Linked DNA regions of Mus musculus: regions 2, 3 and 4 are each linked to region 1. Evidence: chromatin contacts called from public Hi-C and promoter capture Hi-C data. All regions are on one chromosome and are shown on one strand. Each heading gives the region's core, a stretch centred on a gene start, on an enhancer-like site or on the middle of the called end of the contact. The rest is flanking DNA. Distances are from core to core; before and after follow the strand shown.

Region 1 (6,076 bases), core at 1,192-3,691:
TGCAGATCTTTAGTCTATTTGAAGTCAAGTTTTACACGTGGTTATATGTATGGATCTATTTGGCTTGTTCTACATACAGTCATCAAGTTTGACTAGCACCTTTGATGTGTCTTTTATCCAATGTGTATTTCTTTTTTCCTTATAAAAAGTCAGTTTTCCATAGTAGTGTGGACTTATGTCTGAGTCTTGAGTTACATCCATCAATGTGGCTGGTTTTGTGCCAATTTCATGCTGTTTATTACGAGAGCTCTGTAGTATAATTGGAGTTTAGTTGTCATGATACCAGCAGTTCTTTTACCATTCAGGGTTGTTTTAGCTGTAACAAATTGTGTGTGTGTGTGTGTGTGTGTGTGTGTGTGTGTGTGTGTGTGTGTGTGTTTAAATGAAGCTGAAAATTGTCCTTTCAAATTTTGTGAAGAATTTGTTTAAAATTTGATGTGAATTTTACATTGAATCTAAAGTTTGCTTTTGGTAGGACCATTATTTTTACACAGTTCTATTTGTTACTTACCTTATTGTTGTGACAACATAAATAACAAGAAGTAACTTAAAATTAAAGAGTTATTTGGGCTTATAGTTTGAGAGGATTCAGTCCATTCTGGTTGGGAAATCCTGGCAGTAGGGGATAAAGCAGCTTGTCATATTGCATCTGCTGTTAAGAAGCACTGAGCAAATGGAACCGGAATCAGACTCTCAAACCTCAAGACCTACCCACTCTAGTGACTCTATCAAAGTTCCAGTTCCTAAAGGTTACACAGATTGCATAAACAGATGTCCCTGTATTGGTCAGCTACATAAGCTTGTGGCTACAATTTTACCTTCAAACAGCAACAGAGTTACAGCAAGAGCCTGGAAATCATTGCTGTATGTCTCAGATGCTACCTGGTAACATTTTTGACTCTCAGTGTGGTAGATGCTAGTGTTAAATTGACCCATTCAAGGTAAAATGAGTAATATTTTGTGAATTAGTGAATGCAGGTTGACAAATAGAAGTATAAAAATGTTGACTGCTACTATCTGAAATTTCCCTACTGCCAAAAAAAAAGAAAGAAAGAAAGAAAGAAAGAAAGAAAGAAAGAAAGAAAGAAAGAAAGAAAAGAAAGGAAAAGAAAAAAAGGAAAAGAAAAGAAAAGAAAGGAAAAAGAGAATACAAATGTATACTAACTTTGAAGATTCTTTAATCTTTAATAGTATCATGATTTTCATGGTCCATGCTGAGAGGATAGGTTGATAATGCAGAAATACTATGGTTATGAGAACTTTATAACTTCATGTGAAGTTCAAATACTATCATAAATCAAATTAACTTAGGCAATTTCCAGTATCCTCAGTTCATTTCATTGCCCATCCCTATATCTGGCTGAACAACCTTTATGAAATTCTTTAACATATATTATTAAGACATGAATAATCTTAATCAATCCTAAAAACTTACAATGCTATAGATAGCAACACAGATACACAGCAGAGTTTTTTGTCCTACTTTTCTGCAAGATATTAATCTATCACCCATCATATTTATTAAATGCCTTGATCTTTCACTCTTTTCATTCTATGACTAATAAAATCCCATGTGTGCAGTTCCTTGGCAAAAATTTGTCTTTTGTCACACCCTCAGTTGGTGTTTCTGGGTCATGGTCTTTGGTATTTGTTTGTGAACAAATTTATCTGCGGCAAGAGTAGTTTTGTGTTGACACCGATTTTGAAACGAACAAGTTGATAAAGCTGCTATATTTGAGGTTAGGTTGGGTGTGTTTTCAGTATTTAAATATGTGTCTAAATATCTTAAGTAAGGCAGTGTAGTTTTGGGGGTATAGGTATGGGTTATGGGTTATAGTGATTGCATACAATATTTAAAGTAGGAAGAGTGACTGCTAACAGGTTCAGGTTGATGATCTTAGAAAGAAGAACAAGCTGAAGGCAGGCCCATAAGATGATGTGGTGCAATTAGAACTTGGAAAAAGCATATATATACATATATACATATATACATATATACATATATACACATATACACATATACACATACACACATACACACATACACACATACACACATACACACATACACACATACACACATACACACATACACACATACACACATACACACATACACACATACACACATACACACATACACACATACACACATACACACATACACACATATATATATTCTACTTGAGCATCCTTGTCAGGGCCGTCCAACTAGAAACTACATTTCCCATAAACCCTTGTCAGGGCCGTCCAACGTAGAAACTACATTTCCCATAAACCATTTCAATCTCATTTAGAAGCAATTAATCGGTTTCGCGAGAGTTCCTAGTTCACCAAGAATGCACGGCTCATTAAGGTTATCAAACTCCATTTCCCAAGATGCACGCCGTGAAGGTTTCACGTTATAAAAGGCTTATGAAGTTTCGCGAGATTTCGAAGACGGACGTGAAGTAGAAGCCATTGCTTCGGGGAGCTAGTGGAAGTCACATGTGCGAAAGGATAGTTGGGGTTTCCCCTGTGTTTGGACCCTCCTGTTCCCCGAAGCGTTCTGAAGCATTCCGGGGCCTTGCGTGAACTTCTAGTTCTTCCGCCTTAGCCGCGGAGACTTCCGCTTCCTGGATTCCACCCTCAGTCTGGTAAGCCCGTGGTTCGTCACTTAACCCGTTAGCTCCAGGAAGCGGAGGGCTGTGGCCGGGATGAGGACAGCAGAAACCTTAGGAGGCGTGCCTTGAGGTCCCCATCCTGGCGACCCAGGAGAGGTTTTAAAATATGTAGACCAGGATGTTCAGGGGTGTCGGAATGACAGTGATTGCTCTTAGCATGGGTTTCCTTCCTAAAACTATCATTGATATGTGCACACCTTTTTCTTTTTGTTATTGTGAAACTTGCCTAATACCTTTTCTATTATGTTAAATCATCAGTTGCTTTATGCGTTTGTTGGCTGACAATCCTCATGTGAATAAATTACTTGTAAACATAGTTGTAATTTAATTTGAAAGTTAATCTAATTAAATACTTTGAACTTTTTCCATAATATTTTTCCAAGCTTTTATATAAAAGCCACAACTTCAATAAACATATAATTAAAGATAATTAAAGATAGCAATAGCTATGTTTTTTGCAGAGGCCAAATTTTTGTTTGTAGTCTACAAGGTGACAATGGTATCCGTAAGTAATAAACATGACTTTAGAAGTTAGTGATGATGGTTACACAATAATGAACATGATAGGTGCCAGGGAAATTGAACACTTAAATTTTAAATAAAATGGCAATTTTTATATTATGAAAAAATATTAAAACGATGACCATTTAGTGAATTTATAAGCTAGATTATGATGGAGATCATTAAAGACTCGTGTGCTCTTGTTATAGTACATATTTTCTCTCCCCTATAGTGAAATATGTGGATTTTGCTGTTCCCCCAATACTATTATGTATTTTAATGAAATCATTTTTCTACTGATCCAAGTATCCCATTGCACCAAGTATCTTAAACTCAAAAGGTAGTCACTTTTCAATAGTGTCACACCTTATATTTTAAAATGAGATGTAAAACCCAGATGCTGCATTTCTCTCTCCAAGGTGTGTTGGGTCTGTATTTTAGTCTTTAGAATATTGACATTTTTATGCCATTAAATTTTATAGTTAATCTGTTTATATAGCTGAGCAATTTGATTTTAAGTGTATTTTCTTTTTTTTTCCTCTCAACCTTTTTTCTACTTGTTTTTTTTTTTTTTTTAATTTTTTATTAGGTATTTTCTTCATTACATTTCAAATGCTGTCCCAAAAGTCCCCTATCCCCCACCTTAGAATTCTGTGGTTCATATTGTTGTTCCTTACCTGTGTTTTCAATAACATTTTCTTCAAGCTGTTATACTTTATGAATTTGAGATCAAGATTATTTCTAAAATATATATTTCTACTAATTTAGTACAGTATTTGGATGTTGTTCATAGGCAGTTCTGTCACCTGACTAAAATAAGTAAATATGCTTCCTTTTAATTATACACATTTGTTATATCCTGGTTTGGATGGAGATTTGAAATATTGGTAGTGAGTTTATCTAGCACAATCATAGATGACCCTGCTTTCCTTCTGACTCTTAAGTAAAATTGGCTTCCCATATGCTGGAATTTTTTCTATTTTTATGTCAAGGAACTTGTCTTTTTCTGGAGGTGTTTTGTTTTTTGTTTGTTGTTTTTAATTTTGTTCATCTGTTTGTTTTTATCGTCCTTTTCTTTTCCTTCTGTATTGCTGTACTCTTCTATTGTGTTTTCTTTTTTTCTGCTCTTTTTTCCCCTGCTGTATTTCAGGTGAATTGAAATATCTTGTGCTTGACCAATATAATGCTGGTATATCGAGTGAATAAGCAAATAATGGAGTTTTTGTTTTTGTTTTTTTTCAAGCATAATGGAATTAGGACAATTGACTTTTCAGTAGTAACTAAGTTTAGAAAGGACACATTTTCCTGACATTAGGAACTTCTTGCTGCGTTTGCTTGTTTGTGTGTGTGTGTGTGTGTGTGTGTGTGTGTGTATGTGTGTGTGTGTTTTACTGTTAAGTTTTCCTTTTCTATTTCAGGCTCATGCCAGCCATCTTCCCAAAACATGTCAGAGGCTTTTTCCCTCTAAATTCTGGAATATTTTGGGTAAGGATATCACTGGACATGTTGGTAGACGCCTACAATTTCAGCACTTAGGAAGTAGATGTAGGAGAATCAGAAGTTCAAGGACAGTGTGTACTGTATGCATGTCTAGTTATAGGCCAACTTGGGATGCATAAGACCCTATCTGATAAGAACTAAAAAGGGGTCCATTAAGATGGCTCAGTGGATGAAATCATTTACAGAGCAGGTGTGACTTACCACTTGAGTACACACGTCAAATCCCATCACTCCTTTAAGGAAAATGGAAGGCTCACACAGTAGAATATGGACGAGAAGCAAGTGTATATGGGGGCGTGCAACTGTTCTAGAAAGCACAACATGGCAGAAATAACAATGACCCTAAACCAACATGGTGGATATACAGACCTCGTTCTCAGTGATTGCAACTTTGGACGGCCCTAGAACTTACTGTATAGACCTGGCTGGCCTCAAACTTAAAGATATCCCTGTCTGTCCCTCCCCACTGCCTCACCATGCTCAGTAAAGTATAGTTTGCCATATGATTATCATATATTATGGCTCCTTTGATATGTGTATTAATATAGAGGTTTCTTTTGACTATCATTCCTCAACATCTTGTTGGAAGTTAATTTCACCTACTAGCCCCTGAGTCATGGCCTAGGTAGCAGAGGTGTATTGAAATATTTATATTGATTTACTGAGAATGCAACTCATGTTGTTTATAGCTAATAATGAAGAGAGAAATGGATCTAAATAGTAGTGGAATTGCAGAAGCAGTAATATATATTGCTTTGTATATGTTTGTATCCTGAGTTGAAATAAGGCCTACAAGGGCAAGCTCAATTAAAATGCTGCTTTCCTTGTAATAGTTGCAATTACATATGAATGCCCTGCCTGTCACTATGTTGTGAAGTCATATATGGAAATAAAGTTGAACATTGGAAGAATTCTAACACAGAAAAGGTGTTCCCAATAGACACTTTGGTCACACAAAACCAAATTTGAATCATAAACTTGACAACTGAGGCATAACTTCTGCCCTTGTGAGAAGGAAGGCAGGGACTAGCATAAGTTCTACTGTGTTCCAGGTGCCAGTTCAGGGAAGCCCTTCTTAGGGCCAACACATGATACCTCCTTGTCTCTTTGGGTTAAGCACTCTAGTGCCTAGTGCAAGGAACCTAAGTAGTTGAACTTAATGTCCTCTTCATTCTGTGCTCTCCAGCTGGAATAGTAGCGACTTCTCCTTGCTGGCCAGTTGTTTTTCCATAGTCTGAATCCTAATGAGGAGAAGAATGTTTCTGAATACTAGGGGTATTGAGGAGACAATACGCAGTGGGATAATATTCACTGTGTTTCAAAGGTGAGTGCCGTAGAATCCAACATCTGAAAACTGCATCCCACTTCATCCATGGTGCTGTCCCTCTGATTAACACTGTTTTGTATTGTGT
Region 2 (6,507 bases), core at 2,688-5,187, 4.3 Mb before region 1:
CCACTGACTTGGTCAGTCTTTCTGCCCCCTTCAGTAGGATCTGAGCTGCTCCAGCGAGGGACTTCTTCTTGGAGATCAGCTGCAGCGTTTGTGGACTCTACCAAAAATAATGTAGCAATGTTTTCCATAAAAACGAGTTCCAAAGTATTTTAGATACATCTAAAACTACATATTTTTTTCAAGCAGGTAATGTTTTATTTAGAAAAAAAGTTGTGATTGAACACACACACACGAAGGAAGAGGGATGACAGCTGGCAAGGGGTGTACCATGCAAGCATGAGGCCTGCTGAGTTCCATCCCCAGCACCCACATGGAAAACCCAGTACAGAATCCTGTTGCCTGGCATCCCAGCCCCAGGGAAGGACAGCTCAGGAGGCTTGCTTGCCAGTCAATCTGGTCAACTAGTGAGCTTTACCTTCAGAAAGAGAAACTGACTCAAAACTATAAAAATTCAGAGAGAACTAAGAAAGCTACCTAAGGTAACCTCTGACTTCTACATCCTTCCATGCGCACACGCAAACACACACAAATATATACACAAAAACATGGTGAATAAATGTAGAAGAAAAATGAGCAGGTGGTGAAGTAAAATACCAGACTTTGAAAAAAATTTCCCTTGCAAAACTTTTTTTAAACAACAAAGTAACCTGTTTCTTGGCGAGTTTACAAAATCACCTTAAGCCAAATCACCATAGTGGCCCAGAAACTAGAACTCAGCAATCTACCACGTGGGGCAAACTAGGCCGGGGCCCTGTCCTTATCATCCCAGCGACCACCCTGTGCATGCCTTCCTGTGACACCCATACTTCACGTTAAATTCCAAAGCCCTGCTTGGATGCAGCCTATGCACAGAAACTAGCATGTACAGGGCACCACTCCACACTAAGCTTAGCACTGACCTAAGACCAAGTAGGTACCTCACTGTGACTGGTGTCAGCGCAGCACTGCATTAACTACACTCACTGAGGGAAACTGCTGAGAAGTGATGCAGACTGTGTGTACAGCCACCAGTTTTGTGTTTTATTGAGTAGCTATACTCCCAAATGACACGTCTTAACAAGTGCAAATTTTCTAACAGTAGAGTGTTTTCAAAAACAAAGCAAAAGGTTTTGCACAAGTTAAGTCTCACAAAAGGCCCCAACCACATTACTCTGAATTGGCACCACCTCGCCTGACCTCACCGACTAGCTGAGGTATGAACTGGTCAGGCCTGGGTAGTACCTGGATGCAGAGAAGCCACACTCATTCTGTATCTACATAAGGAGCCTGATTCAAAGATAATCCTCATCTGTGAAGTGCTCTTTCCTAACACTAATGATACTTTATTATGTGTACATGTGTGTATGAGCATATGAAGGGGTCAGAGGGGTGTCAGATCTCCTAGAGCTGGACTTACAGGCATGTTTAAGATGCCTGATGTGGGTACTACGAATCGTCATCTGCAACAACAATGTGTTCTTAATCACTGGGCCATTGCTCTAGCTTGTGGATTTAATTTTTCAACAAAGTAAAAGGGAACAAGATGCATACAACCAAATACTGGTCCTGGGACTTAAAGAAAAGATGTTCAGTTAAAAGGCACATGTACCTGTTTGGGAGGAAGAGCATCCTGAGAGACGGGGTCCAGAGTCATGAACTTTTTGTCCCTGACAATACTGAGGACATCATAGAGAACACACATCTCTGTAAGGGCACTTCGCAAATTGTTCCTCACAGAGTCCCAAGGCCACAAAGAAGGTTGGAATTTTACCAACCCTGAAAAACAGAAAAGAAAAGCAGAAACACATGTGTACTGGTTACACTGACTACAGAACAGAAGGTGGCTCTTTTAGAGGTTTAAAAGCGTGAAAAGGAGAAATGAGCTCTCCTCCAAACCACCTCTCCTTTACTTCCTTCTCATACGCTTTCTTCAACTGTTAACACTTAAGACTCCTCTTATGGCAAAACAAATGCCAGTCTAATTTCCACAGGCCAAAGCTGTCATCATATCTCAAGTAGGCACTCGAATCTTTCTAAACCTAGGGCTTCATTCATCCCAGATAAGCACTAAACTATATCCCCCATCCCCACAAAAGCCTTTAAAATAACCTGTTTCCTTCCAACATTTAGAACTTGAACTTCCAACATTCCTGAACTATAAAACAACAGGCAAAGCCCCAAATGGCCTACAACACCAGCATTACCATTGGCTGCACGAATAGACCTTCCCCCCACCCCACCCCCCCACCCCTGAGACAGGGTTTTGGGATTAAAGGCATGAGCCAACACTGCTCAGCTATACCTTTCTTTTAACCAATTTTTTTGTTTCGTTTTTGTTTTTGTTTCTCTGTGTAGCCCTGGCTGTCCCGGAACTCACTTTGTAGACCAGGCTGGCCTTGACCTCAGAAATCGGCCTGTCTCTCTGCCTCCCGAGTGCCCGGCTTCTTTTAATCAATTTTTAATAAATGCTCACTCTAAGGAGTTCATGATAAAGGATCAGGGAGTGAAAGTCAAAAGTTTTCTTTTAATCTTAGGCCTAACTCTCCTCCCTCCTGAGACATATCTCAACCCAGCATACAGGAACTAGTCACTCTTTCACACACCACAAGATATTTGGAAGCCAGGAGGCATGCCATTTAAGCCTGTCCCTTAATAGACAGGTCAAATGTTCCTAATGACATCAGTACTGGATCTTAATACATACCTGTGCTCTATAGTTCTTTCTGTGGGTGGGGGATTTCATGGATCAAATGTGATACACATTTAGAATTTTGCATTTAAAACTACTGAGCTGGCATGCCTTTCCAACACTGGATAATGACAATGTTGGGCTTGTTTAAGATTTAAAAAAAAAAAAAAAAAAAAAGATTTATTTATTTATTTAATGGATGTAAGTACAATGACGCTGTCTTCAGACACACCAGAAAGAAGGGGGCATCGGATTCCATTACAGATGGTTGTGAACCACCATGTGGTTGCTGGAAATTCAACTCAGGACCTCTGGAAGAGCAATCAGTACTCTTAACTGCTGGGCCATCTCTTCAGTCCCAGGTGTTTTAACTTTCTGTCAAATTTATGAAAACTACATTTAAATTTTTCTTTATTTATTGAGATGGTGTCTATTTGCTCATGTTTTTCATTAATCTGACTGCCTCTGCCTGGCGAATTACCACACTAAACACGAACATCCTCACTTAAACCGATTCTGTCACATCACTAAATCGAAAACTGTGGTTTCAAATTTTGGTTTTTTTTGATAATAAGGAGAATCCAAAGTCTAGTCTGGTTGCTTCTCCAAACTCCCCCTCTTCAGTTTTGTTTTCTTGTAATTCATTCACCTCAAAGTTTCAGTGGTCATTTTAAGTATCACCTGTTTCCACCTAAAATCACCCCCAAAAGCTTTCAGCTGTTCTTTATTAAAAAAAAAAAAAAAAAAAAAAAAAAAAGCGAATGCCTCTTCTCCTGGCCTGAACAGGACCCCGAGTCCCGACCGGGTCGGCCTTCCCACTGCTGTCAATACTTCTCAAGGCCACCCACCACAAAACACAGTTTACCCTAGGGGAGACCCTGGGATAGAACCAGCAACGAGGGCGAAGCCTCACCCTCCTCGTCGTCCTGGTCGGCTCCCGCGCCCCCCCAGTCCGGCGCATCGCCGTCAGGCCCTGCCGCCTCCTCCTCCTCAGAGCCAGAGCCCTGGCTGAAGTCGATGCGCTGTGCCAGGCGCGCCAGGTTCTGCGACATGGACAGCGGCTGCAGGTACGTCTCGGTGCCATCAAGGCCCACCTCCTGCACCTGCTTCTCGCAGGCCGACTCGATGCTGATGCGCACGGCTCGCACGCCCGACATGCTGGCGGCGGCCTGAGGGCGACTCGCCGGAGACTCAGAGTACAGCACCGACACGGAAGGCTGGAACAAGCTTCCCGCAAGCCCGACGCGGCGGCCGGGAGGAAGCAAACTACCCACTGCTGCCCCACAATCCTCCGCGCAGCGTCTCGCGGAACACTATGAGCATGCGCGAAGGGCCAGCTGCCCGGACATTTCCTGTAGGTTGCACGTGAGAGCCAGGAACTTCCGGCTGACCGGGCTCAGCCGCTGCAGTGCAAGTGGAGTGGGCTGGGTTTATGTAGATACGCTGGGCGTTGTAGTTTGTTTGTTTGTTTGTTTGTTTGTTTAATTGGTTGCTTGGTTTTTGAAATAGCTTTCTTGCTGGCCTGATTAATTTGTTGATTAGTTATTGAGACACGCAGCTTTTTTGTTAGTTGGTTAGTTATTTGATTTTTGAGACACGCAGCACACACACCAGCACTCCCGCTGATTCGGTCTGGGAGCCCGTCCGTGGGATGAGTCCACTCACTTTCCGGGTAGGTTTTCACTTCCTAGTTAAACCTCTCTGGGAACATACTCCCAGAGGTGTTTCCCCTAGGTGACTTTACATTCGTGAAGTTAACGATGAAGACGTACGTAAGGGCTTTACATTTATGTAAGCACTCACAAAGACTGTCGACGGTAGTTAACTATAATTCGCAGCTGTTTGAGTCTCTCTGTTGATGGAGCTGCCTCCAGCAAAGAAGACCGAGTCAAACAGCTAGCAGGACTACCATCCAAACTGCACCAGCTGTCTTAAACACTCCAAGAACACTCAGATATGCCTACACGAAAGATTGCAACTGATTGTCCTGGCCCAGTAAGCACAGCTTGGGCCAGGGCTTTGTGCAGACCTGTGACTGGTGGCTTAATGATAAATGGAGGACTATGCTATCTCTCCAGACATGCAGCCACCCTTACACGCATACACTCACACATTCACAGACATGTACACATATAAACAAAAGACACCGGTGTTTAGCCAAACAAATGGCTGTGATTGGCCCAAATACCCCGTCTTGGGTTGTATGAGCAGGCTACTCCTCAGGTGGTCCACCAAGAGGCACTCTCCTTTCCTCATGGTGTTAGGATGTCATGTCCAGCAATGTCTTTCACTGAGTGGCCTTTCTTACTTTCAGCCTGCAGGCTGCACCAGAAAAAGCAAGGAACATTAGCTGGTTGGCAACAGTGCCCCACAGCTTGATAGGTACTAACCCCTATACTTCTGTCCAGCCATTTCGTTTTCTGTTTGTTTGTTTTAAGAGTTTCTCTGTGTAGCCCTGGCTGTCTTGGAACTCACTCTGTAGACTAGGCTGGCCTTTGATACCACTTTGAGTCTAATCTTGGGCTCCTGAACAACCTTGCCTTGTCTAGAAATCATTTGTCAAGTCCTTGGGCCCTGGCTTCCCACAATGAAGTGTAGATGGAGGCGTTAGCATAGCTGTCTGACAGCTGAAGAATCTATAGCCTGCAGAAGCCTCTGACTTACTATTGACAATGTCCACAGGCCTGTATCCCGCTGGTAGTGCTGGTGCAGCCACTAAAGCTTTGGAGATTCCATCTCCTGGAGGAGATGCTTCCTGGGTGACCCTAGTTGGGCCCAGTGTTTAGAGTCGGAACAGCCCACCAGGTGCCCTGGCTCTCAAACACTTCTCTACAGTGCACCTCTCACCCTGCCCCCCAACACTGTCACCACTCATTGCTGTCTGACACGGAGGAGAACAAGCTTGCCTACCCAGGGTTTCCATCAGGGCAGAGCAGAGAGCACTTAGCCAGTTGAACACTGAAGAGTACCAATTCTTTCACTTGGCAGTCCAATGTCTGCAGGTAAACGTGTGTCTCCGTGTGTCTGTTCTTCCCATGCACGTGTAGGTGCCATGGAATTGCTGGCGCTGTAGTTACAGTCAGTTGGGAGCTGCCTGATGTGGGAGGCAGGGAATAGACTTGGGTCCTCTGGAAGACCTGCAAGCACTGCAGAGCCATCTTCCCAACTCCTGAGTCTACTTCTGATGCTTGACTGCAGGCGGCCTTTAATCCTACATTTGATAAATCAAGAGCACTCGAATGCTCCATTGATGTCTGGGGGAAATTCAAAGCTCGTGCAGGAACTAGTAAAGCCAGTCTCTCCTTATTTTGTCAGGCCATTTTTTTCAGACAGGCCTAGTAGCTCTCCTGATCTCTCTAGAAACCTTCCTTACATCATGATTAGCACCTTGTAGGTATGTGATTTCATTAGTCTTGATATTTGAATCAAACAAGGAAGTGAGTCCATCCTGTCAGTGTGGGACTCCACATGGAAAGAGAATTCTGTTTATGTTCCACCCCTGCTGTATTTCTCTTCATATAATATTTGTTTGGTTTCTTCAACTAAACATATCCCAGAAACTAGTGACATATCTAACATGATCACCCACCCAAAAATATTTACTGTGTGCTTATTTTGGCACTGTGCTCCAATGGTGAATTAATACCTCTCTCAGCTCCAGAGCGCAGGGTAAGTGAGAGGAGAGAATACTAGTTCTAAGCTGGGGTGACAAGTGGATCAAGCCCTTGTTGCACAAGGGTGAAGGTTGGAGTGGCAGCTCATATGCATTCCCAGTGCTCAAGGAGGTAAAGACAGGACCACACTGACTGACTAGCCTCCCTGAGTCAGCAAAGCTCAGT
Region 3 (5,759 bases), core at 258-2,757, 4.3 Mb before region 1:
AAAAATACTGTTTCAATGAGCTGCTTGGGTCACCTGGTAGAAACTACACCCCCACCCCCTTTTTTTTTCTTTTTTTGAGACAGGGTTTCTCTGTATAGCCCTGGCTGTCCTGGAACTCACTCTGTAGACTAGGCTGGCCTCAAACTCAGAAATCCGCCTGCCTCTGCCTCCCGAGTGCTGGGATTAAAGGCGTGCGCCACCATGCCCAGCTTGAAACCATTCCTTTTCACAGAGAATTCTTTATCACAATTGTGGTCAGGACAAGTATGATCTTATTCATCACCTCATCTCTTTTGTCTAAAAAACTGTCTTGCATCTTATAAATAATTCAGCGTGGACTGAACGAGAAAGTGACTAATCCATATACAGTACTACATGGCAGACCCAGTCATGACTTCATCGAAGAACAAATGTCAAACAGTAGTAATTGCTTGAATTGAAAACCTTTTCCGCACTCGGGAGGCAGAGGCAGGTGGATTTCTGAGTTTGAGGCCAGCCTGGTCTACAGAGTGAGTTCCAGGACAGCCAGGGCTACACAGAGAAACCCTGTCTCGGAAAACAAAACAAAACAAAAAAAGCCTTTTCCAATACACTCCACTGAATTCTTAAGAAAATACTCCTGAGGATGGTTGAGGCTCCAAGAGAGGAACATTTTAAGTTGTCCTCCATAGGAGACAAGTATTCCTCCTGCATCTATTAAGTAGAATCCTGTTACCTGGCTTGTTCACTAGTCATTTCTACCCATGTGGACTCTTCAAGTTCTGTGTTTTAAGTGTCCAATAATGATGGACACAGTAGGGCTTATCTTGATAGATTTCCTTCTAAGGATTAGGCAGTATCTGACACACAGTAACCAAAAAATTAATAGATGTGGATGCAAGAGCCATTCATTAGCAAAAGGCAGAAGCCAAGTTTCAAATCCCTTGGGCCTTGTTAACTTTATTCCGTGTAAGGGGGTAATAGCCACCACACGTGGCTGTACTATATGTACGTGTGGCTTAATTACTACCCAACCGCCGAACACATTCTAATGTAAGACTGACGACAACCATTCGCTGCTGTAGGGTTTATTGCCTAGGCTGGTCTTGAACACGAGGCATTTCTCCTGCCTCAGCACTGCCTTGCATGTGCTGGGATTACAGGGTGAACTAACACTCTCGAATGAGACTGCCATTTTTTTCATAGCTTGAGTGTAGGAAGAGTACCAGAAGAGCTACGGGTGGCGGATGCCTCAGAAAGGCCGAGCTCTCTGTAGGGCCGGCCTCGGGGCGGTTTAAAGGGCCGGAAGGTTCGCCAGCCTGCTCGCGGCCAGCCAGAAGAACCCTGGCGGGCCTCCGTCACTCACCTGACAGCGTGTGTGGTCTGGCCTCACGACACACAGGCACCCGCACCCGGCCGGCTACCCAGCAGCCGTTTGGGTACCTGCGGGACAGCCATGACCCGGCTCTCGTCACTTCCGTCATTCAAACGGCCCGCCAATGGCGGGATCGGACGGCGGGAACCAGCTTAGGACCGCCTCCGCAGGGGCCGCCCGGAAGGCCGCGCCGTGCCAAGCCCCCGCCCACCTCCAGCTCGGCGCACGCGCAGCCCCGCCCACGTGCACGCACGCACGCACGCACGCGCAGCTTGCGCAACGGGCCATTATCCCTCTCAACTGTCAGGGTCTTGTCCCACTTGCTCTGTGGTGTTTTGTCGCCGGCAGTCAATCCTGGGTCGGGTTCAGAACATGAAGGAGGATGTGTGGAATCGGCGGAAGACTTGGACCAGGAAGTGCAGTTCACATACTATACTCTGACACCGAGACAACTCAGACTACCTTTATTTATACATCTAGTTTTCCACGTCTCTTTTAAGAACTTCCTATGTTCAACCAAGTGCACACTGTACTTCCTTCTCAGTCGCCACGGTTTCCTGCTAACCCATGAACAGTATCAAGAAAGATGAAATATAGATTGAGCACGTGGCTAATATCTAACCCAGCACATTGATACATAACCAATTGAGGATACAGTACAGAGAGGCGATAAACTACATACCCGAGAAATTCTGATTTAATTATTGACACCTAGCCTGTCCCCTTAGGAAATCTCATTCCTCTAGTGCCCAGGGCAAATTAGTAAACCGAGTCAGTTGCTCATCCTTGCTTGGTGTAACCTCTGAATATTCCTGTTAAGTCTTGGAACCAACAATCCAGAAAGACCTTCTTAAGCTTTTAATACCCATGTAACTATTGTTTGGAACAGCACTGTAGGGCAAATTGTTGGAACTAAGTAACCATAAGGAGAGAACATCTGGATGTTAGCTGGTGTACACAGACTAGGCCCTCTTGTTGACCAACCGCATCATTATTAACAAACACAGGAGTAGTGGTCTATTCCACTTTCATGGCCTCAGAGACAAATAGGAATGAATCACAGTCCAAACTTTCTGATTCTAGAGAAACATCTGTCACAAACAAAGTAAAAGCAAATACTTCCAATAACAAAGTCAAACACACAAATGCAAGGCAAAAGCGAACCAAGCATTCCTTGGGGAAAGGCCAGGAGATTCTGTTCCAATATCCCATAGGTCTTTGCCATGTGGGGACCCAACTCCTCAGGCCTTGCCATAAGGAGATCCATCTGCATTAAACTCATGCACCATTCCCAGCAGAGGCATGTTCACTTGGTCGCAAGTCTGGAAGAAGAGGTGTAGCAAGCACTTTTGGTTCAGTTGCCTGACACCCCTCTGTCATTTGCTGACCTGATGACTGGACAGCTCTACCCAGCTGGCGTCTTGGGCAGAAAGTACTCAAGTGGAAATCTGAGCTTGAGACATGTTCTGTTTTGAATAGGAAACCAGGAGGGATCAGAGCAAGCTCAGTAGGGTGAGAGAGTGTCAGCCTATACATTGTGGGGGAACACTCTCATAGAAGCAGGGGGATGGAGGATGAGATAGGGGTTTTCGGGGGTGGGAGGACTGGGAAAGGAGATAACATTGGAAATTTAAAGAAAATATTCAATAAAAATAAAATTTTTAAAAAATTGCCGCATTTTATTGGTTATATACGAGGGCCAGCCCAATTCAAGTTAGGAGGAAGTTATCTCTATGAGAGATGCTGTGGGCAGCTTAATCCACTGTGGTGTCCTTAGTTATACTTGGCCTGCCCTCTTCCCATGGTCCATGGAGACCCAACGATTAAGGCATGTGAAGGCAGTTTGCATATTTTTTAAAAGTATAAGATTATCTGCTTAGGCTTCTTTCTTAAGAACTTTGCCGTTTGATACAGACCCAGCACCCCAGGTCACAGAGGTATGGCCAAGACCAGGCCATTGCAACCCTCTAGCTCGCTTGCTATTGTGATGGGCATATGACCTAAAGTGGGTAAACCACAGTATTTTGCAGTAATTGTTCTTGGAATCAATAAAAATGAACACGTTCTTTTTTTAGTTCAAACTAGAATATGAATCTGAGAATCAGGTGACAACACAAGCTGATCTGAAAGCACAAGTGTGACATACACCAGAGAGCACAAAGAGGTAACTCTGTGTACACCTGTTCACTTGTATTTTCTGACAGGAACTCTGAATTTAAGATGCTTTCAATATGGAGTTCTGTGTTTTCTAAATTAAAAGAGGCTGAAGTTTTGTTTGTGAGACTTGATCTCACTGAATGCTCTGGAACTTGACATAAAGATAGGCTGACCTTGAACTCACAGAGATCCTCTGCCTCTATGTTCCTAATGCTGTGATTAAAGGCATGTGCCATCCTGACTTGTGAGGCTATAGATTTATCTCTGTAGACATGATATCTGGTATCATGGGGGATAAAACAAAGTAATGTTTAATACGTTGGCTCTAGAGTCCAACTTTTTGGTTGTAAATTTCTAGTTTACCAACTCTGACTCTGTGCTAATTCCTGAACTTCCCCTAGAAGTCAGTTTTATCAACTCAGATGTAGTAAAACTGTTCCAAAGGTGGCTGTGAGATTTAAAGCTGTTAGGACAATGCCTGGCACAAAGTACATGACATGTGCTACTTTCTACATTTTGATTTTTAATACATTCTTTCATAAATCTTGTTTTGGAGACAGGGTCTCTCTATGTGGTCCTGGCTGTCTTGAAACTTGCTGTGTAGACAAAGCTGGCCTTGAACTCACAGAGATCTGCCTCCCTCTGCCATCTGAGTGCTGGGATTAAAGGCATGGCCACCACATCCCATAATACTTTGTTTTTGACTGAAGAAAACTGAAAATGGACTTTTAAATATGTGTTTTAAGACTCTGGTTTTGATTTTAATTATGTCTTTGAACTTTAGAGATGTAGAGAAGGTAGATATGCTTAGATTCTAATGTTGTCCACCCATTGGGAATGAGTGTGTGTGTGTGTGTCTTTGAACACAAGTGTGCACATGCATATGTGTGTGCACATGTTTGGAAGTCAGAGGTTAGTGCCAGATGTTTTTTTCTATGACTCTTCATCTTGTCTTTTGTAACAAAGTCTTTCACTGATCCCAGAGCTAGATTGAGTGGTAGTAAGACTAACAGATCTTAAGGGATATACCTGTCTCCAAACATCCACTCCCTGTACCCACAACACCACCATGCCTTGTTTTTACATGTGTGCTGTGGATATGAACATAGTTACTCAGAGATACTTTATTCATTGGACCATTTACCTGGCCTTGGAGTAAACAATCACTGCTGGTCAGAGGAAGCATTGTGACATTAGTGTGGCTAGTTTTTGTGTTTGTTGCTTCTCTTAAGAATATAGCTGAAGTCAAGTCAGCTTGGAGCATTGGTTACTTTAGCATCATGTGGCCACAGAACCTGGAAGGCACAACTTAATGGAGGGAAGAAAGATTTATTCTACCTTACAGTTTTAGAGGTCTTCAGTCCATCCCAGCAGAGAAAACAAGAAGCAGTTCCTATCTTGGTGGACAGGAAGAAGAGAGAGTAAAATGGGAACAAGTCCAGGATGATATTCTCTCAAGGTCAATGATCAACACCTTCAAACGAGGCCCCACTATCAAAAGTTCCCAGCTAGCACCACCACGTAGAGTGCAAGCTCTGCCAGGCTGACACCGAGGAGACAATGCATTCAAGTCACAGCACAAGTTTCACATACAAGAGAATGAAGAGATAGCTTCATAGCTCTGAGTTCACTTTAATCTCTTACCATATCTGGGGAAAACCCCTAACATTTAAGTGGGGGGAGTCCTCAGAGTCTTATGTATAAAATCAAAAGAGTGTCCTGTGGTGTGCACTCCTGTAATCGTGGCACTCAGGACTCAGAGGCAGGAGAATCACCACAAGTTTGAAGTAGTCTAAGGTACATAGCCAGTTCCTGGCCAACTAAGGATGTGCAGTGAGATGCCTATTCATCAAACAACTAAAAAAAAAAGAAAAAAAAGAAAAGAAAAGAATATCTTTCAGGAACAGAAGCAGCCTGCCACTCTGGCTCTCCAGATATTAGCACCACAAGTGGCAGTTCAATGGTGGTGAGACTGGATATGCAAGAAAAGATGGGCTTAGACACTTCCAAACTACAAGTACCATTTCAAAGCCATGGCACAGGGCCTTTACTCAAGGAAGAAATGAGAAGCATGAGCTAGAGAGATGGCTCAGCAGTTAAGAGCACTTGCTCTTCTTGCAGAGAACCCAGGTTCCATTCCCAGCACCCACGTGGTGGTTCCCAACCATTCCTAACTCCAGTTCCCCCTTCTGACCTCTGCAGGCTCCATGGATACATGTGCTACAGATACAAAATGTAGACAAAACAC
Region 4 (6,432 bases), core at 3,882-6,381, 4.9 Mb after region 1:
GCTAGTCACAGGCTCTCATAAGCCTTTTGAAAGAGTAGTTTCAGTATGGCGGTTGCCTCCCCAGTTACATTGGGCAGTATTTGGGAAGCATTCTGGCTGCCACCACTGGAGAAGTGTCACTAGGTAGAACCTGGGATGCTGTTAAACCCTGTGCAAAGCACAGGACAGTCCCACCCAAAACATCATGAAGCTCAAGCAGTTGCCACGGGAACCAGGCTGGAAGTGTGAAAGTGACATAACCTCTATCTTAGTCACTGCTATTGCTGTGAAGAGACACCATGACCATGACCATGGCAACTCTTATAAAGCAAAGCATTTAACTGGAGCTGGCTTACAGCTAGAAAGTTCAGTCCACTGTCAGCATGACAAGAAGCATGATAGCCTACAGGTAGACAAGGTGCAGGAGAAGGAGCTGGGAGTTCTACATCTGGATCCACAGGTAGCAGGAAGAGACACTGGGCCTGATTTGAGCTTTTGAAACCCTAAACCCCATCCTCAATGATATATTTCCTCCAACAAGACCACACCTACTTCAGCAAGGCCTCTCCTCCTAATCCCTCTAAAGCAGTGCCACTCCCTAAAGATTCATGCCACTCCCATGCATTTTCATTTAACTATGTGAGGCCATCGGGGCCATTTTTACTCAAACCACTAGTTACTTTTAACAATTTTTACAAATGGCATCTTATATTACAGCCCTGGACTGCTAGCATGTTTTGTGTACATGTTCAATACACACTTTTCTCACTTTCACCCTGAAACAGAGCCCTCTCCAACTACCAGAACTTTTCCTCCTTCTTTTAATAAGGTGGAGGACATAGGTAGGTGTAAGAAAGATGAGTCTCATTCAGGCAACTGCAACCAATAGTCCCCACTCTGAGGAAACAATAAAGATTATGGGAACTGTAGCAACTGCATAGTTCTTGTGCCTATTTCAACAAAGAGGGCAGAGCAGAGCAGAAGGCTCAGTGGAAGCCAGACAACCTGAGTTCTAGTCCAGACATTCACACAGTAAGAAAGAACTGATACCTGCAAGCTATCCTGACACACAAGCACTGTGACAAACACACACACACACACACACACACACACATATGCACACACACACACATGCACACACATACATATATGCACATATACACACACATACATATACACACACATACATTTATACATGCACATACACATGCACATATACACACATGCATGCATGTGTGTGGGTGTGCACACACAGTAAATAAATGAAAAATAAATAAATAAAAGTTGGGGTATACAGTTTCAGTAGACTTCAGCCATGAAAATTCCATTTCCCAGGGATACTCATGTGCTTCAAAAAGCTCAGAGATACAGGACTTACTTAACATGCATGAAGCCCCAAAGTCAATTCCCAGCACCAAAAACTAAGCACTATTACGGGGGGCGGGAAAAAAAACCTATTACAACACTTCCCCCATTGCCATATTCACACCCCTAGATACACAATTAAGTCATCTGATATGTGGTTCATTTTAAGGGTTCAGATAGCTCCAGTATACAGCTCAGGTTAAGAAATGCTGGCCTAATGCAAATCTCTCATCTTACACATTTTCTAAACTAAATGTTAAAAGGCTAAATTCTTGGCTCGGAAGCCCAACAAATTTGAAGCAGGCATGGGAAGAGAGGCATGGCCTGTACAGAAGTCCTAGTTTCATTTCTCTTGCTGTTGTGAAATATCCTGACAAAAAGCAACACGGGAGAGGGGACGGTTCCCTTGGCTTGAAATCCCAGGTTACAGCCCATTACTGCGGGGAAGGCAGCTAAGAGCAAGGGCATCACACTCACAGAGGAGCACAGAGAACAGAAGCAAGGCATTCATCTTCGCTTACTTGTTCTCACCCAGCTTCCTCCTCTCTCCCTGCCTAGGGAGTGGAATGGCACAGCAAACAACTGCCTGGGTCTTCTTCCCTCAGTCAACAGTAAAGACAACCTCCTACTGGCCAAGAGATAGATAGTCCCTATGACTCTCTTCCCAGGTAATTCTAAAGCAGTGTCAAATTGACAGCTAAAATTAACCAGCACAGAGGGAAAGAAGAAAAAAGAACTTATTGAAAGACAATATGAACTGGAACCATGCTGATAACTGTCTATCATTTCTTGGCCTTGACCCCAGTCCCAGGAGGTTGACTCTACAGCCTGTTTCAGTAGCCTCCAAGGTCACTACAAGCAGGAGACCAGAGTGTGGAAAGGCTGTGTAACTCCTCTTGGGCTCCCTCAAGCGCAGCTGAGCACACATCTTGACAGAGCCAGTTCTCCACACCTCACTCTTCTCCAGTAGTAGAGCCTTACTGTCCACGGCCTTAACACCCTTTGTAGGTTTCTCAACCTTGTTCTTACCTCTGAAGATAGCTCAATTATTAGTGCTTCTTGCCTCAACACAGAAATCTATACAGACATATCTATGGGCTAAGATGAGCTTCCTATGGTGGGAGCAGGTTAGAGGCAATGTATATTATTTTCTGTGGTCAGGAAAGTTTGAAAAACATTTTCAAGGTTCTTCTTCCGCCACTGTCTCCTGTAGCTGGGAGCAAGTGAACTGAAACTACTAAAAATAAACAATTTGAGCCTCTTTAATCATCACCATTAAGTAAGTAGCAATGTTCACATATAAGAAAATCAAACGTACTTATTAAAACAGGTAATGCTCATCACTGCCCAACAATGGAAGAGCTACATTGGCAAGTGACTTATCAGTGCCCAGCACACATGAAGAAAAGCTCTAACCAGTTCTAACATGTGCTGCTGTAATGGCACTCCAAGTTAGGAAATTTATTATAAAATACGAATAAAGCCATTTTATCACAGCTTAATATGTAGTTTTTAGAGTTGAGCAGCTATAAGTAATTCAAGCAACAAGTGACTAGCAAAACCTCTCACCATGTTAAGACCAAGGAGTTATTTTAAAAGTTCCACCCTGAGATGCAACTCTCACACACACCGGGGGATGAAATCAATCGGAGGAAATGTAGTTAGTTACACAGCCTACAAAAACATGGAAATTGCTGACCCTCTGCAGGGTCAGTGGCTTTCTGAGCTTCCACAACATGGTGGTACAAAAGAAATCACTATGGATACCGGCCTTGAGAGTACAGGGCCAGAACTGACCCAAGGACACCAGATCCTGATCCTTCAGCAGAGCCTTCATTCTCTCCAGGTGCTGTGTGGTCTCACAGCAGATGGCCAAGCGAGAAGACAGAGACTGTGGTGTTCCTCCTAACTCCCACCCTTGGTGACCTCTATCCAGGGTACACCTAAGACTACGGCCTGCCACATTCACTGTACTTCCACTCACAAAGTCAAAAAGAGCAAGTCAAGAGAAATGCTGCCCACCTGCATTGAACAAAACAGTATTTCTGCAAGGGCATTAGTAAACCCAAATATAAGCCATCCAGTATAAGCAAACCCAAAGGAACTGTACCACAAAACATGAAAAGAACAGGACCCTTTAAAATCTATTATTGTCTCTCCCTAAAATAAACAGTGTCATCCCTTACTCTACTACAGTTGCTGTTTGTACTAGCCGTTCACAAACGCTGGAGCTTTCTTCTGCCGTGGGATCAGAAATCAGGATTATGCATTTGCTTTTACATAGGAACTGATGCTGTAAAATGCTTTGGGTACAAACATGCATCACCCAAGGAGTTGGTATTGCTCTTCAGGACATCCCTGGGTAAGCAGGGCATGGGATAACTCCATATAACACAGAAGGAAGGCCCTCAAAGTGAGACTTAAACCAAAATCAAGCACTCTGCACCAGTGCTGAGTGCCTTCAACCTCAGCCACTGTACCACGCTGCCTCCCCAAGGTGGATTTAACCTGTACACTTGCCATGTTCTCAAGCTAGCTGCTGAAGGAGGGAATGATGAAAATAATGAATTTGCCAAATCTTGACCCAAGTATTTAAAAAAAAAAAATCCTAGTAACGATGCCAGCCTTCTTGAACCCACAAACACACAGCCATGACTGGCTTTCAATAACTATACAGCTGCAGAAGAGGCTGGCCCCACAGGAAGGCTGATTTTGCTGTATTGTCTGTCTAAACCCCAAACTTCAAGCACCCCAAACTCTTAGAGGTCATTAAGCAACAGGGAAAAGATAGTAAGAAAATATCACTACATAATTCAACAACTAAATCCCATCGTGGCAAAAATATCACAGAATCCTTATGAAGGGCTTGTTAAAATTAGGCCTATTAATCCAACTTCTATAAACTTGCCTTATCCGACAAAGTCACAGAAAACGAACCCAGAAGATAGTCCACACGTAAATGCCTCAACTTTATTTCTTCTAGGCACAAGTTACATCCCATCCATTTGGTGCATGGAAGAAGGTAAAGAGATGCCAGCAGGCAAGGTTAAAGCTTGGGCATCCAAAACACGACGCAGCCTGAAAAGTGACAGAACCACGAAGTGCCACCCTCAGTGTTTGCGGCCAAGAAGGGAAAAAGCACGCTAAAATTTAATTATAAGTTTGGCAACTTTCTAAGTCAGGAAACCTGGGTATTTCGAGCTCCAGGAATCGCTCGCATCACCAAGCAAACCATCCTCCGAAGTAGCGGCTGGGCCAGGGGTAAAGAGTGGACTGTGGATGCAGGCAGAATCCAGTCTCCTCGGCGCGGACCAGCCCGCCCGCGGCCAGCCGAGCAGCTGTTGATCTCGGGGCCATGTTTTTAAAAGCCCGGGCGGACCGCGGGGCAGAGGATGTGTGGAGCTGAGCCCCGGAAGGAGCGGGGAGGAGTAGGGAGGAGGCAGGAGCGTCCCGGGAAAAGTCAGAGAGGGCTGCTAACTGGCTCACCTAGCAGCAGCGTGCTCCAGGTCCGGCCGCGCCCGCGCCGCAGGCCCAGCGCCCAGTGCAGCCCGGCCGCCAGGCGGCCCGCGAGGCCGTCCGGGGCGGGCGCGGCGGTCCCTGCGCGGGGTCCCTTCCTGCCCGCCGCGCCCCTGCGCCCCGGCGACGGCGGCGTGCGCTCCGACCCCAGCTCCCCGGCGTCCACCTCGGATGCCCCGCTCAGTGGCGGCGGCGACGAGCGGGCCGACCGGGGCGGCCTGGGAGCCGCGTCCCGGTGCTTGCTCCGCGCCTGCAGGACCATCTTGGCATAGTCGCGCCCGCTAGCTGCGCGCGCCCGGACGGCGGCCGGGATCCGCGGACTGGCGGTCGCTCACTCTGGCCGGCGAGGGCGGGCCGGGAGGCGGGGACAGCGCGGGCCGTGTGGCCGCTGCCTACCGCGTGGCGGCCGAGAGGCGGCGCCGGACTCCCGCGCCTCCGCCGTTGCCGCTCTCGGGTTGCCAGGGCGACAACGGAACGCCGCGGGGCGGAGGCGGGGACAAACTGCGAGCGGCGCGGCCCCGCCCCTCCGGCGCGCGCGCCCGGGCGCGCTCCAGCGGCCAAGCGCGCACGCGCGGGCTACCAGCGGGGCGGGACCGGCGGCCAGGGGAGTAGCGTGGACGACCTCCCGGAAGCGGCAGTGCGCCCTCGGGAACCGGGGATCTGGCTGTGAGGCGGCGTGGCGCGGGGCGGGAACCTAGTGGCCACGGAACGGCGCCGTGGGTACACTCCGGGGTTTCTGTGCATTAGGCTTGTGCAAGAAACTAACGGGGTAAAAGTGTGACCTCGCCACTCAGAACAGCCAGGTTTCTGGTTCAAGGATGAGAAGCAGGGAGTGGACCGAGTATTCAAATAAGTGTCCGGTAGGTCGGAGCGAGGATGTAATCTGAAGGCCTGGGTAGGAACCCAAACTCAAGTCATAAATGAAAAGGGCCTGTCAGGGAAGGTTATCCACGTGTTACTTTTACCTCATGTATACTGAAAGTATGGAAACCGGCTAAAAGATGTGACACTTGAAAACGAATTTTCTCATAGCAGGATGTAGGAGTTAATGAAGAAGCCCAGGGAAAGAAAAAAGAAAAAAAAAAAAAAAGAATATGTTCCAAGTTAACCTTCCTTGCCTCCAGCCCATTGCTATTTGCACAAAGCCTTGGAGAATTGCAGCAGCGAGACTTATTTCTTGGCTCCTGTCCAAATGAGCTTGTTCCAAAAAGTCTGGATGCTGGAAATCAAGGCACATCGTTTCACTTTTCTCCACAGTAATTACAGGGGTTTCAGGAGGCTCTGGCTTCTATTGCTCACGACTTTATTAATATGAGCATTCATTAACTCAGGCACAAAGAATGGATTTTGTTAAAGGACTCACCGCTATATTACACTTTGTAAGTTTCCTGAGTTTGATTATTAAGTTATGTATTGAAAACAAGGAACAACTGTTTAAGACACCTCTATTTAAAAAAATGATTGACAGTGTCATACAGGGGCTTATATTGTGAAATAAGGTATCAGGTTGATAGAGTGTTATTTCTAGGGTTGATACTAAATTTATAACCTACCAGATTAAAAGAAATTTAC

What was found. Promoter capture Hi-C pulls out the DNA fragments that hold promoters and counts their contacts. Hi-C and Micro-C count contacts between places; a contact is called where the count stands out from the background.
Region 2: a Hi-C map of pre-B cells shows a contact between it and region 1, with 14 times the contacts expected there. The contact joins the promoter of Med17 here to the promoter of Zfp317 in region 1. A contact is called at or near these places in 1 of 39 promoter capture datasets (pre-B cells) and 1 of 484 Hi-C or Micro-C datasets (pre-B cells).
Region 3: a contact with region 1 is called in a promoter capture Hi-C map of pre-B cells. The contact joins the promoter of Cep295 here to the promoter of Zfp317 in region 1. A contact is called at or near these places in 1 of 39 promoter capture datasets (pre-B cells) and 2 of 484 Hi-C or Micro-C datasets (CD4 T cells and pre-B cells).
Region 4: a contact with region 1 is called in a promoter capture Hi-C map of pre-B cells. The contact joins the promoter of Dpy19l1 here to the promoter of Zfp317 in region 1. A contact is called at or near these places in 1 of 39 promoter capture datasets (pre-B cells) and 1 of 484 Hi-C or Micro-C datasets (muscle stem cells).

The regions. Positions count from the first base shown.
Region 1 is chr9:19,619,650-19,625,725 of GRCm38.p6, forward strand. Zfp317 (zinc finger protein 317) reads left to right here and starts at 2,442. Exons shown (of 9, transcript NM_172918.4): 1 at 2,442-2,636.
Region 2 is chr9:15,275,969-15,282,475 of GRCm38.p6, forward strand. Med17 (mediator complex subunit 17) reads right to left here and starts at 3,938. Exons shown (of 12, transcript NM_144933.2): 1 at 3,582-3,938; 2 at 1,589-1,755; 3 at 1-97. The coding sequence starts at 3,825.
Region 3 is chr9:15,356,281-15,362,039 of GRCm38.p6, forward strand. Cep295 (centrosomal protein 295) reads right to left here and starts at 1,508. Exons shown (of 27, transcript NM_176976.4): 1 at 1,346-1,508. The coding sequence starts at 1,463.
Region 4 is chr9:24,498,009-24,504,440 of GRCm38.p6, forward strand. It overlaps Dpy19l1 (dpy-19-like 1 (C. elegans)), which reads right to left and starts at 5,132. Exons shown (of 23, transcript NM_001359948.1): 1 at 4,831-5,132. The coding sequence starts at 5,122. It overlaps LOC115487153 (a long non-coding RNA gene), which reads right to left and starts at 4,525. Exons shown (of 2, transcript XR_003948106.1): 1 at 1-4,525.